Linked DNA regions of Sus scrofa: all the other regions are linked to region 2. A link is a contact called in public Hi-C data. All regions are on one chromosome and are shown on one strand. The core of a region is the stretch at or near the end of the contact, and the rest is flanking DNA. Distances in the headings are between cores, read along the strand shown. Region 1 holds the start of CYCS (cytochrome c, somatic). Region 2 holds the start of OSBPL3 (oxysterol-binding protein-related protein 3). Region 3 overlaps OSBPL3 (oxysterol-binding protein-related protein 3).

The links. A called contact is a pair of places that touch in the nucleus more often than the background predicts.
Region 1: a Hi-C map of liver shows a contact between it and region 2, with 3 times the contacts expected there. The contact joins the promoter of CYCS here to the promoter of OSBPL3 in region 2. A contact is called at or near these places in 3 of 47 Hi-C or Micro-C datasets (liver and skeletal muscle) and 2 of 2 datasets of contacts at active chromatin or transcription factors (alveolar macrophages and skeletal muscle).
Region 3: a Hi-C map of embryonic fibroblasts shows a contact between it and region 2, with 2.0 times the contacts expected there. The contact joins the enhancer-like site here to the promoter of OSBPL3 in region 2. A contact is called at or near these places in 2 of 5 promoter capture datasets (fetal skeletal muscle and liver), 4 of 47 Hi-C or Micro-C datasets (brain, embryonic fibroblasts and liver) and 1 of 2 datasets of contacts at active chromatin or transcription factors (alveolar macrophages).

The regions. Positions count from the first base shown.
Region 1 is chr18:47,168,493-47,171,629 of Sscrofa11.1, reverse strand. CYCS (cytochrome c, somatic) reads right to left here and starts at 1,709. Exons shown (of 3, transcript NM_001129970.1): 1 at 1,645-1,709; 2 at 573-749; 3 at 1-455. The coding sequence starts at 741. The coding sequence ends at 307.
Region 2 is chr18:47,296,430-47,299,663 of Sscrofa11.1, reverse strand. It overlaps OSBPL3 (oxysterol-binding protein-related protein 3), which reads right to left and starts at 1,361. Exons shown (of 23, transcript XM_021079019.1): 1 at 1,053-1,361.
Region 3 is chr18:47,460,758-47,463,869 of Sscrofa11.1, reverse strand. The region is part of intron 16 of OSBPL3 (oxysterol-binding protein-related protein 3); the gene reads right to left. Among named protein-coding and RNA genes, the nearest start is that of DFNA5, 62 kb to the left of the region's middle. Within about 2 kb of position 1,364, at least 30 of the 83 cell types and tissues checked have an H3K27ac peak or open chromatin away from gene starts, as enhancers often do. A contact at or near this core is called in embryonic fibroblasts and liver, where this site is marked.

The sequences.
Region 1 (3,137 bases), core at 460-2,959, 130 kb after region 2:
GGTTCTGAGAAGGTATTCACCATTTTCCTGAAAAGTTTAACACTCCACATTCAAGTTTAACCATCTCTGTAGAAGGGAAAGACAGTGATAGTACTTGTTGAACTAGAATTAATATTAAAATTCAAACAGCTGACCATATTCATTTAGCCACCAACCAATCTTATTTAAATCAGGACCATCCAACAGAAACATTCCATCAGCCATACATGATCTGAATTCTAGAGTATGAGATCAATTTAAATATGGTACACATATAAAAGTCATGAGACATGTCGGTCTTGTAATAAATAAGGCGGTGGCCAACTTTTACTCATTAGTAGCTTTTTTCAGATAAGCTATCAAGTCTTCCCTTTCTCCCTTCTTCTTAATGCCAGCGAAGATCATTTTTGTTCCAGGGATGTACTTCTTGGGATTCTCCAGGTACTCCATCAGTGTCTCCTCTCCCCAGGTGATGCCTAAACAAGGACGGATGCAGTATTAAGTATGTCGCACTCCCAAAAAACTGTTCATTTACCATAGGTTACATCCCTGCAATTTGTGCTCGGGTTTGTTCACGAGGGTCCCCCTCTTACCTTTGTTCTTGTTGGCATCTGTGTAAGAGAATCCAGGAGCCTGACCTGTCTTCCGCCCAAAGAGACCATGGAGGTTTGGACCAGTCTTGTGCTTGCCTCCCTTTTCTACAGTGTGGCACTGGGCACACTTCTGAACAAAAATCTTCTTGCCCTTCTCAACATCACCCATTTTAAAATCTAGAAATGAAAGACTCAGCTTATTAATTTTTCTGCAAGTAAAAATACAGTGGAAACAAATGATCAACTCCAGTCACTTATTCATTGCAAACTTATTACACTAAGTACCAGGCTGAACCATGCTTTACTCGCTACACTTGCAATAGACTCTTTAACAGAAAAAACTTTTTATAGCAAAAACGCTATTTGGAAGAACTTCGAAAAAGTTACAGCCCAAGCAAGCAAAGTGGGATGCTAGTTCAAAACTATTCCAAAAGATGAGGTCAAGGTCACAAAAAGTCACAAAGCTAATTAAGCTGAACTGTGATTACATTAAACCCAAACCACCAAAAATTCCAACTTTCGCCTTGCTGTGGGTTGGGAGGGCAGCAGCAAGCTTCGAGGTCCCCCGTCCCTGGGGTCTCAGGGGCGACCACGAGATCATTCACCCAGGCCGGGTTGAAGGAGACTGGGATGAAACCTACGTCTCCCAGGTGCCTGAACAGGTGAAGAGGAAACGCAACAGGTGGCCAGAAGAAGAAGATTTACTGGAAAAGCAGTTGGCTCTCTTGGAAAGCAGACGTGAGGCGCCGCGCGCAGCACCCTCACCCCCGCCCTCCCTCGGGAGGAAGTCTTGTCAGTCACTGCCACAGCCCCGACGTCCCGAGGGCCAGCATCTCGCAACGGTTCACAACCAAGTCATCTTTAAACGTTCAGGACCTTGACCAGACCACGCCATTACCTAGCTGGGTCCTGGCCCTGCTCAAAGCGGAGACCACCCGCTCGTGGCCGGGCGCAGTCCGGGGCCGCCACTCCCGGCCCGCCCGGCCTCAGTTCGCCCGCGCGCAGCCCTCGCAAGCGCGCGCCCTCAAGGCTTGGCTTCCCGCCCGCTGTGGCCTCCGCACCCAGGGCTCACCGTTCTTTCGCCGAGCTCAACAGACAAGCCACCACTCGCAGGCCGGACGTCCCGCTTTCTGGGTCCAAGGACACGCCGGTCCGCGCCTATGTACCGGCGTTGGTGCAACCGAACTAGCTCCGCCCTCTGGCGGCTCCACGTGCGGCCCGGCGGACTGATACGCAGTGACGTCACCGCGCCTCATTGGCCCCGGTCTCTAGGGCCGGCTTCGGAGATCTGCGCGCGCACGCCGGCTAGCAGGGTAGGGTGTACCGCGTGCGTGCCCTTCCTGTCGGGGCCTCTCTTGCCGGGTATTTACGACAGGCCGTTAGAGGTGCGACACCGAGGTTGTGCCGGGAAGGGCGGGCATCGCTCTCTGACCTCTTGTGTGCTTGCGTGTGATGACGGGGAGGGTGGGGCGGAATGGAGTAGTGGATTGAGGGCGGAATGCGGCCGGGGTAACCGGGTTGTTCTGGTTGACGTAATGCTCTTTGAGCGGCACGTTTTGCCTGCCTGGAGGGAGACAGTCCAACTTGGACACACCTAGAGCTCCCCTGGCTGTCATTCCCTTAGCTGGCCACCTTTACCCAGACTTGATCGTATTTCCGCGGCTGGCGCCAGGGGCACCCCAGAGGGATAGCCTGCAACCAGAGTTGTGAGAGTTGGACATGAGCTCCTGACCTTGTTCTTGTTTCTCCTCCACTTTGTGACTTAAAGTCATCTTACAGATCTCCCTTTCCTTTACGGACGCCCGAAGACTGGGACAGGTGCTGCAGTTGCGGTGTTAGAGCTGCCTGGGTTGTAGCTCTGGTCCCTTACCTTCCGGCTTCTTTCTGCCAGCCCTTCCCTCCTGTCATTTGTGTGTAGAAAGAGCAAGGAGTGTGTGCAAGCAGCATCCAGGAAGAAATATTTTTACATAGTTAGAGAATTTCGGGGAATCTAGAGAGAATTTACATCCCATCTAACCTAAATGAAGATCATGTTCAAGTAAGCCAATGAGCTTGGGGTCATATTAGAAATGTAGGGTTTTTTGTTTTTGTTTGTTTTTTGTCTTTTTAGGGCCGCACCCCAGACATGTGGAGGTTCCCAGGCTAGGGGTCGAATCAGAGATGAAGCTGCTGGCCTGCGCCACAGCCATGCCAGATCCTACCCGAGTCTGTGATCTACACCACAGCTCACGGCAATGCAGGATCCTTAATCCATTGAGGCAGGCCGGGGATGGAACCTGCATGCTCTTGGATACTAGTCAGGCTCTTTACTGCTGAACCTCCATGGGAACTCCTAGAAGTGTAGGTTTGATCACCATAACTTCCAGTAATTATACTTCTAGCTCTCCTTCCTGAGATACACAGTTTTGTCACTGAGAAGTTTCTCAACTTCCTTGTCCCTCAGTTTAGCCCCAGAATTCTAATTGATTTTTCCTTCTTTTCCCTGTTCTGTCAAGCGCTGCTGAATTCATTCATTCAAGGGTTTATTGAATGCATATCATGTGCTGGACACTTTCTAGGAACTTG
Region 2 (3,234 bases), core at 112-2,611:
TGGTCATTAGGCCTCGGGGCATTTCGGCGCATGCCTGCCGAAGTGGCCTCCTTGGGCCAGAAGGGGGACCTCATCTTGTATGATGCTTGAGGGTATAGCTAGATCAGAAGTTAGACCGACACCTTTATGCATCTGTGAATGATTCTCTTTTGTAGGCTAGGCTGCAGCTTAAAATCTTTCTAAATGCCCTCATCCCAGTACTCAAACTCGGAGGATCAGTGCAACACAGGGCGGGGAGGAGGGGGGGGTGGCTGCAGATACACCTCGACACAGTCCCCAGACAAATCGCAAGCGACAACTTCCCAGCTCCATCAGGTCAGAGTCCTGACTAGGGGGAGGCTGGTAGTTTGTGAGACGGAGAGAGGGAATGCAGGTGTCCAGAAGGTGGCTGGCAAGTTGCATTACCAAAAGAGGGAGGCGCGCGCCCTGGCTTCAGAAATACCCGGACGATCTACAACAATGCCCATCTGGGACTCCAGAAGCTGCAAGAGCTTCCCAGAGTGCTGGGAAGGAGGAACGTGCTCTCAGCCCCCAACCGGGGCACCGGGGAGCGCAGCAGGCCGGGCGCGGGCAGGAGAGCAAGCCCCGAGCCTAAAAGGACAGCGCCGCCCGGGTCCCCCCGGAGAGCCCCATCCCGCGGATGTGGTGAAGCCTACTAGCGCTCGGCCCAATTCAGCTGGTTTCCTGTGCCTCCCGCCCCGGGCGCCGCGCCTCCCGGCTGCCCAGAACAGTCTCTCCGCCCCGCATCCTCCGGCGCCGGGACCTGGCCTCCGTGCCTTCTTGCCACCAATCCTGGTCACACCGCCCCTCCTAAGGACGGCACTCCAGGGTGGGCAGCCTTCGGGGCCCTAATCCCCGGGAGGCCGGCACCGCGGGCGATCTCCCCAACTCGGGACTGCCCCCACTAACCGACTCTTCCCTGGGGCGACAGGAGGCCGACTCCAGTCCTGCCGAGACGCGGCGCCCCCCAAACCACAGTCCTTCCGAGCCCGCACCAGCGCCCGGCCCCCACTACACCCCGACACCATTCGGTCGGGCGTCCAGGTGCTTACCTGCGCGCTCTGCCCCCGGGGACGCCGCCTAGTTCCCCGGTGCCCGACTCCAGGGTTCGCCCACACACGCAGGAGGCAAACCTGGCTTCTCCGGTCCCCCCGCAACGCGCAGCTACAGCAACAGCCTCAGGAGACAGGGGCGCGGACCGCGACTCGCCGCCAGCCGCCCGGCCGCGCCACGCACGGGCAGCCTGGCGCCCGCCACCCCCTGTCCCGCTCGAATCGCAGACGCTGCGATCGCAGCTCGGGTTCCCAGTACTTTGCCCAGAACTTCTCCGCGCGCGCAGCTAGGCAATTAGCGGGAGGTGGGGGAAGGAGGAGCGCGGGCGAGGAGGAGGAGGAGCCTGCCCCCGCCCCGGGGCGGGGCAACACGGGGAGGGTGGGAGGGGTGGCAGAGTGACCCAAACTCTCACCAATCAGGAGTCGTCCCCGGGAAAGGAGGTGGGGAGATGCACGGGAAGAAGCGGACTGATTCCGCGATGCAGTCAGAGGAGTTGGGAACCCGAGTTCCCCACAGGTGCGAGGTCGGGAGGGAGGTGAGAGCTGCTGCTGGGCTGGGGGAAGGGGTTTCCGCCTGCCCAGTGCGCTCCCTTGGTGCTCAATAAATGTTTGTGGAGCGGCGTTTCCGGGCCAGGGAGGGAGGAAGAAGCGAGGACGGCACGGGAGGGGCTGGTTTAAGGACAAGGTTTCTGGGGACACGTTGGTCAAACAGGCAAAGAGGACGCCACCTCCTGAGGAACTCGGACCGAGGCAAAGGGATGGAGAATGGAAAAAACATGGGATGACGGAGAGCAGAATCCGCTTGGGACCCGGGCGGGAGACTGTGACTCCAGCATCCAGAGGCAGTGGTGCAGATGGTGCAGGGTCCCAGGAGAAGCCCCGAGGGGAATGTGGTTGGTTATTCTATGCAGTTCAGTCGCCAGTTAGAAGAGAGAGAAAGCATCACAGTTAGAATTAAAATGCAGGAGTTCCTTGGTAGACGAGAAAGCCCACCTGACTTGACTGCCCGCTCCTTCCTCTGCCCCCTTTGATCCTAGCGGGAACGAAAGCAGTTGATCACCTGGGCTCAGTTTGGGCTCAGTGTGTCGGATGCCGCAGGGGGCGGGATGGAAAGGGAATTAACATTTACTGAGCGCCTACTGTGTGCTCCCGGAACAGCTGTGAGCTCGAAGCTGTGCATAATGGCACCACAGGCTTCTGCTCTCCTGCTTTCGCTTTAGTAGGGAGACAGACCGTGAACAAAGAAGAACACCTGCAAATATAAACAATCGAGAAAGGCCGAAGATCTGTGAGCATTGAGGTAATTGCTAAACAGAGCTTTCAAAAGTGGTGACAGATGTGACAGAGAGCTGTGCAATACCCCGAGGGCCTTTCAGCGGGTGTGGCTTTTACACAGATTTCTGAACCAGGGAAAAGATCTGCCACACCCGTCTCGGAAAGAGCGTTCCAGGCAGGGGGAATGGCAAAAGCAAGGTATGTAGCCTCCCCTGAAGAGCCATCTAACCTCCCTTGCACAATGAGTGTGGCTCGCTAGGCGCGGTGCCTGGCACAGAGTAGGGACTCCAGAAGGTGAAATCCCAGCGCTACCCACCCCCTACGGCACTCGACGCATTTCCAGTCTCCCGACTGATCCCAAATAAGGTTTCTGACGCTCTTGCAGGAGCCACACTATCCACATTTCATTCATTGCTCTCGGTTCTCCGCATTCTGGAACCATCCCCGTCGCAGGATGTCTGGGACTGTCTGTTTTGGATCTGGCAGGCAGCGAGCGAGGGCGGGAGGATCCCGACAAGCTGCGGAACGAACCCACCGTTGTGCTGCCCGCGCTGGCACTCGGAGAAGATGTAAAATCCAATGGCTTGAAGGTTTTTAAATCTTCCGCCGGCACCTGACCAACGCCGGGGCGGGGTGGGGGGGGCGATGAACATGACCGGCAGGCGCCTGGACGATGCATTGTTTTCCCAGCCCTCTTCCACTTTGCTGCAGTTCCTCTCTGAGAGAAGCTCAATCTTTCCTCCGTCCTCCTGCTTTCAAGCTCTTTTATTTTTTCTTTTCCTCTCTCCACCTCCCACCCTCACCCTACTTCATTAGCATTGTTTTGTGTGTGTGTGTGTGCGCGCGCGCATGAGAAGAGCCTTAAATCCAAAAGGAAGTTATTTGCAAAGAGCTTTATTGTTGAAAC
Region 3 (3,112 bases), core at 115-2,614, 160 kb before region 2:
GGGTTGGCAAATGCTCGGTGTGTTTTAGGAAAAGCCCAAAAGGCCAGTGTGGCTGAAGCCGAGTGAGGGGAAGTGGGAGGGGGCATGATACGGGGCGGGGCGGCGTCCAGGAGGGTTTCGTGGACTGTGAGATTTGATCCCACGTGACTTGGGGAATCCGGAGAGAGATAATCTGGCTGCTGGGTGAGAAACAGGCTATGGAAACAAGAGACTGGTTAATGAGACTACTGCACAAGCCTGGTCATCAATGCCAGGCTCAGTGGCCAGCACCAGCAGCAGAGGCAGTGACATTGGCTGGCTTTGCAAGGAAGACCTTGGGATTTGCTGATGAGTAGCATGTGGATTATAGAAGGAAGCTCTTAAGGATGATGCCAAGGCCCAGTTTTGGGGAAAATACAGTTGCCAATTATTTTCTCTTCCACTAAGTTTAGAGTTAAGCATAGAGTTTTCTTTGATAAACACAATTTCTTTAAAAAAAAAAAGTTAAATAATGACTTGACCTAAAAATGGGAAAGCACTGGTTGAGTCACCTTACAGTTGATTTATTGCCTTTTTTTTTTTTTTTGTCTTTTTGTCTTTTTAGAGCTGCACCCACGGCATATGGAGGTTCCCAGGCTAGGGGTCAAGTCAGAGCCATAGCTGCCAGCCTACAGCACAGCCACAGCAACTCAAAGTCTGAGCAGTGGCAATGCCGGATCCTTAACTCACGGATCGAGGCCAGGGATCGAACTGGCATCCTCATGGATGCCAATCAGTTTCATTAACCACTGAGCCACAAGAATTCCGAGTTTTATTTGAACAGCTTGAATTTCCCCTTGATAAAGTCTTTAAATAAGCTGCCACTTTTATCAGAAGTAAACAACCCTGCCTACTAGTAAATAAAAGGACTCTTGAGAGGGTCAGGTGGGTGTGCAGAGAGGTAGGTGATAGGTATGGTATTTTCAAGTCCAGCCAAGAATGTGTGTTCAGAGTTCTAATGATTAACAGAAAAAGAAGAAGGCTGAGCCAGGAAGCAAAGGAAAAAATACTTCATTTGAATCTCTTACCTTTTAGTAACTTTCAACAACTCTGCTCAGCTTTTCTGTCAGAAACTCAACAGCAGGTGGCTGGGTGGATAATGGTTAAAATGACTCGAACAGTGATCTGACGCCTGAAGCGCCAGGCAATTAGGAAAAGCCACTTTTAGACAATAGCTTAACTGCATATCCTTTAGAGACACCAAGCTTTTCCCAAAGGCACAAAAAAGAAGCAAAGTGAACTGAAATGGATTTCCTCTTTCTTTTATTTTTAGAGCTGCACCCACAGCATATGGAAATTCCCAGGCTAGGGGGCGAACTGGAGCTATAGCCGCCAGCCTACACTACAGCCACAGCCACGTGGGATCTGAGCCACATCTGACCTACACCCCAGCTCACGGCAATACCAGATCCTTAACCCACTGAGAGGGCCCCCATGGACTGAACCTGCATCTTCATGATACTAGTCGGGTTTATTACTCCTGAGCCATGACGGGAACTCCTGAAATGAATTTTCTGAGCCAGCGGGTCCCTGATGAAGCTCCAGCCAGGCAGCCAGAGCATCAGTGAGGGTAACCTACCAGGACCATACTTGGCCCTGCGGAGGGAAAGAAAGTCTTTCCTTCGGAATGTTCCCCTTTCTGGCATACTTGGAAAACCAAGGCTGAATCAGATTTCTTGGCAGAGAGGAAACCCCTCCCTGAGAGGGTGGAACAGTCAGAGGTTAGAACATGAGACTGGAATGTTTATGATTGATTCCTGAACGTTCCTTGTTCACAAAGGCTCCTGGCCAGCCCCCAACGGGAGTGGAGAACAAAGTCCTGCTTGAGTCGGGAGGATGAAAGTTGAAGGGACAAGGACAAGCAAAACCTCAGAGTCTGAACAGTCTACGAAAGGCTGTTTTCACAGGGGCAGCTGATGCCTCTGGCAGCTCTGAGCACAGTAACTAAACCTATGTTAAGAGACACCAAAAAAAGGTGGGGGAGAGAGGATGCTGGGGTGGCAACCGAGGGTGTCAGTGGAGGGGCGCCGGAGCCCAGAGGGGCCAGGCCTCGGGTGCCTCACCTGCCACACGGGGTATGTGAAGACCAAAGAAGACCCCGTACAAATGTGAAAAGCGTAACGCGCCCTGCAGCATGATGCTCGTTAACTGTGACAAGGAACATTCGAACAGCAACTGCTTTCTCCGCTTCCTGACGCCATGAGCCATTTTTAGCCCGAATTTTGGGGTCTTTTAGGTGAGAAATGATGTACTGGGGGCAAGCTTCCATGGAGCTGAACTCTGAAGCAAACTCCCTTTGCCCCTGATGACTCCAAGCCTCCCCACCCCCACCAAAACCACGGGCAACAAAGGCCAAGGGCTTGGAGGAAAAAGAGAGACACCGCTTTCCAAAGCACCTGCCCCTGTGGTCTGGAAAACTCAGTAGAAAAGCTAAAAGTTGGGTACCTTTGTCTCTTTCCATGTCCTTTCAGTTGCAGATAGGATTTCTCTCGGTGTTCTTAGAATAAAATTCCACCTCGAAATACGAATTTAGAGGTCCGGCTCAGTTTATTAGTCATTCAGTAACCCCTACTCATTGCAGAGAGGGGCAAGAAAGCAAAGACGCCCCCGAACTCTGAAAGCTCACACGATGGACAAGGGCAGCGTCACGCTGTTTCCATAATAGACTGTCTCCAGGGCCAGAAGCAGGAAGAGCCAGGCTGGCAGGTTCCAGCGGGAAACGGAACAAACGCTCTGGCGCTCTCCTTAGATGTGTTCCCCGAGAAGGCTTCATGCAGTGGGTGCGCTGGGCGCATAGACAGTAGGGTGGGAGAGGGAGCGCAGGAGGCTGAATCGATGCGTCTCCTCTGGGCCAAAGCCCTCCCAGTCCTGGGGCAGGGGACAGCCTGACACACTGAACTGAAGAGCCAGCTCTCCTTACCTGTGCACTCACTTGATGACTTTGATTTTGGCTTCTCAAGTAATCTGTCTGCAGGGAAAGTATTCCTGGTTGGGCTGCTCTAATGACAGGTCTAATTTTCATAAAAAAGGCATACTGAAGCCTGCTGGTCTATATCTCAGTCTCTCATAAGCTTAGCTAGTGTGACTCTGTCCC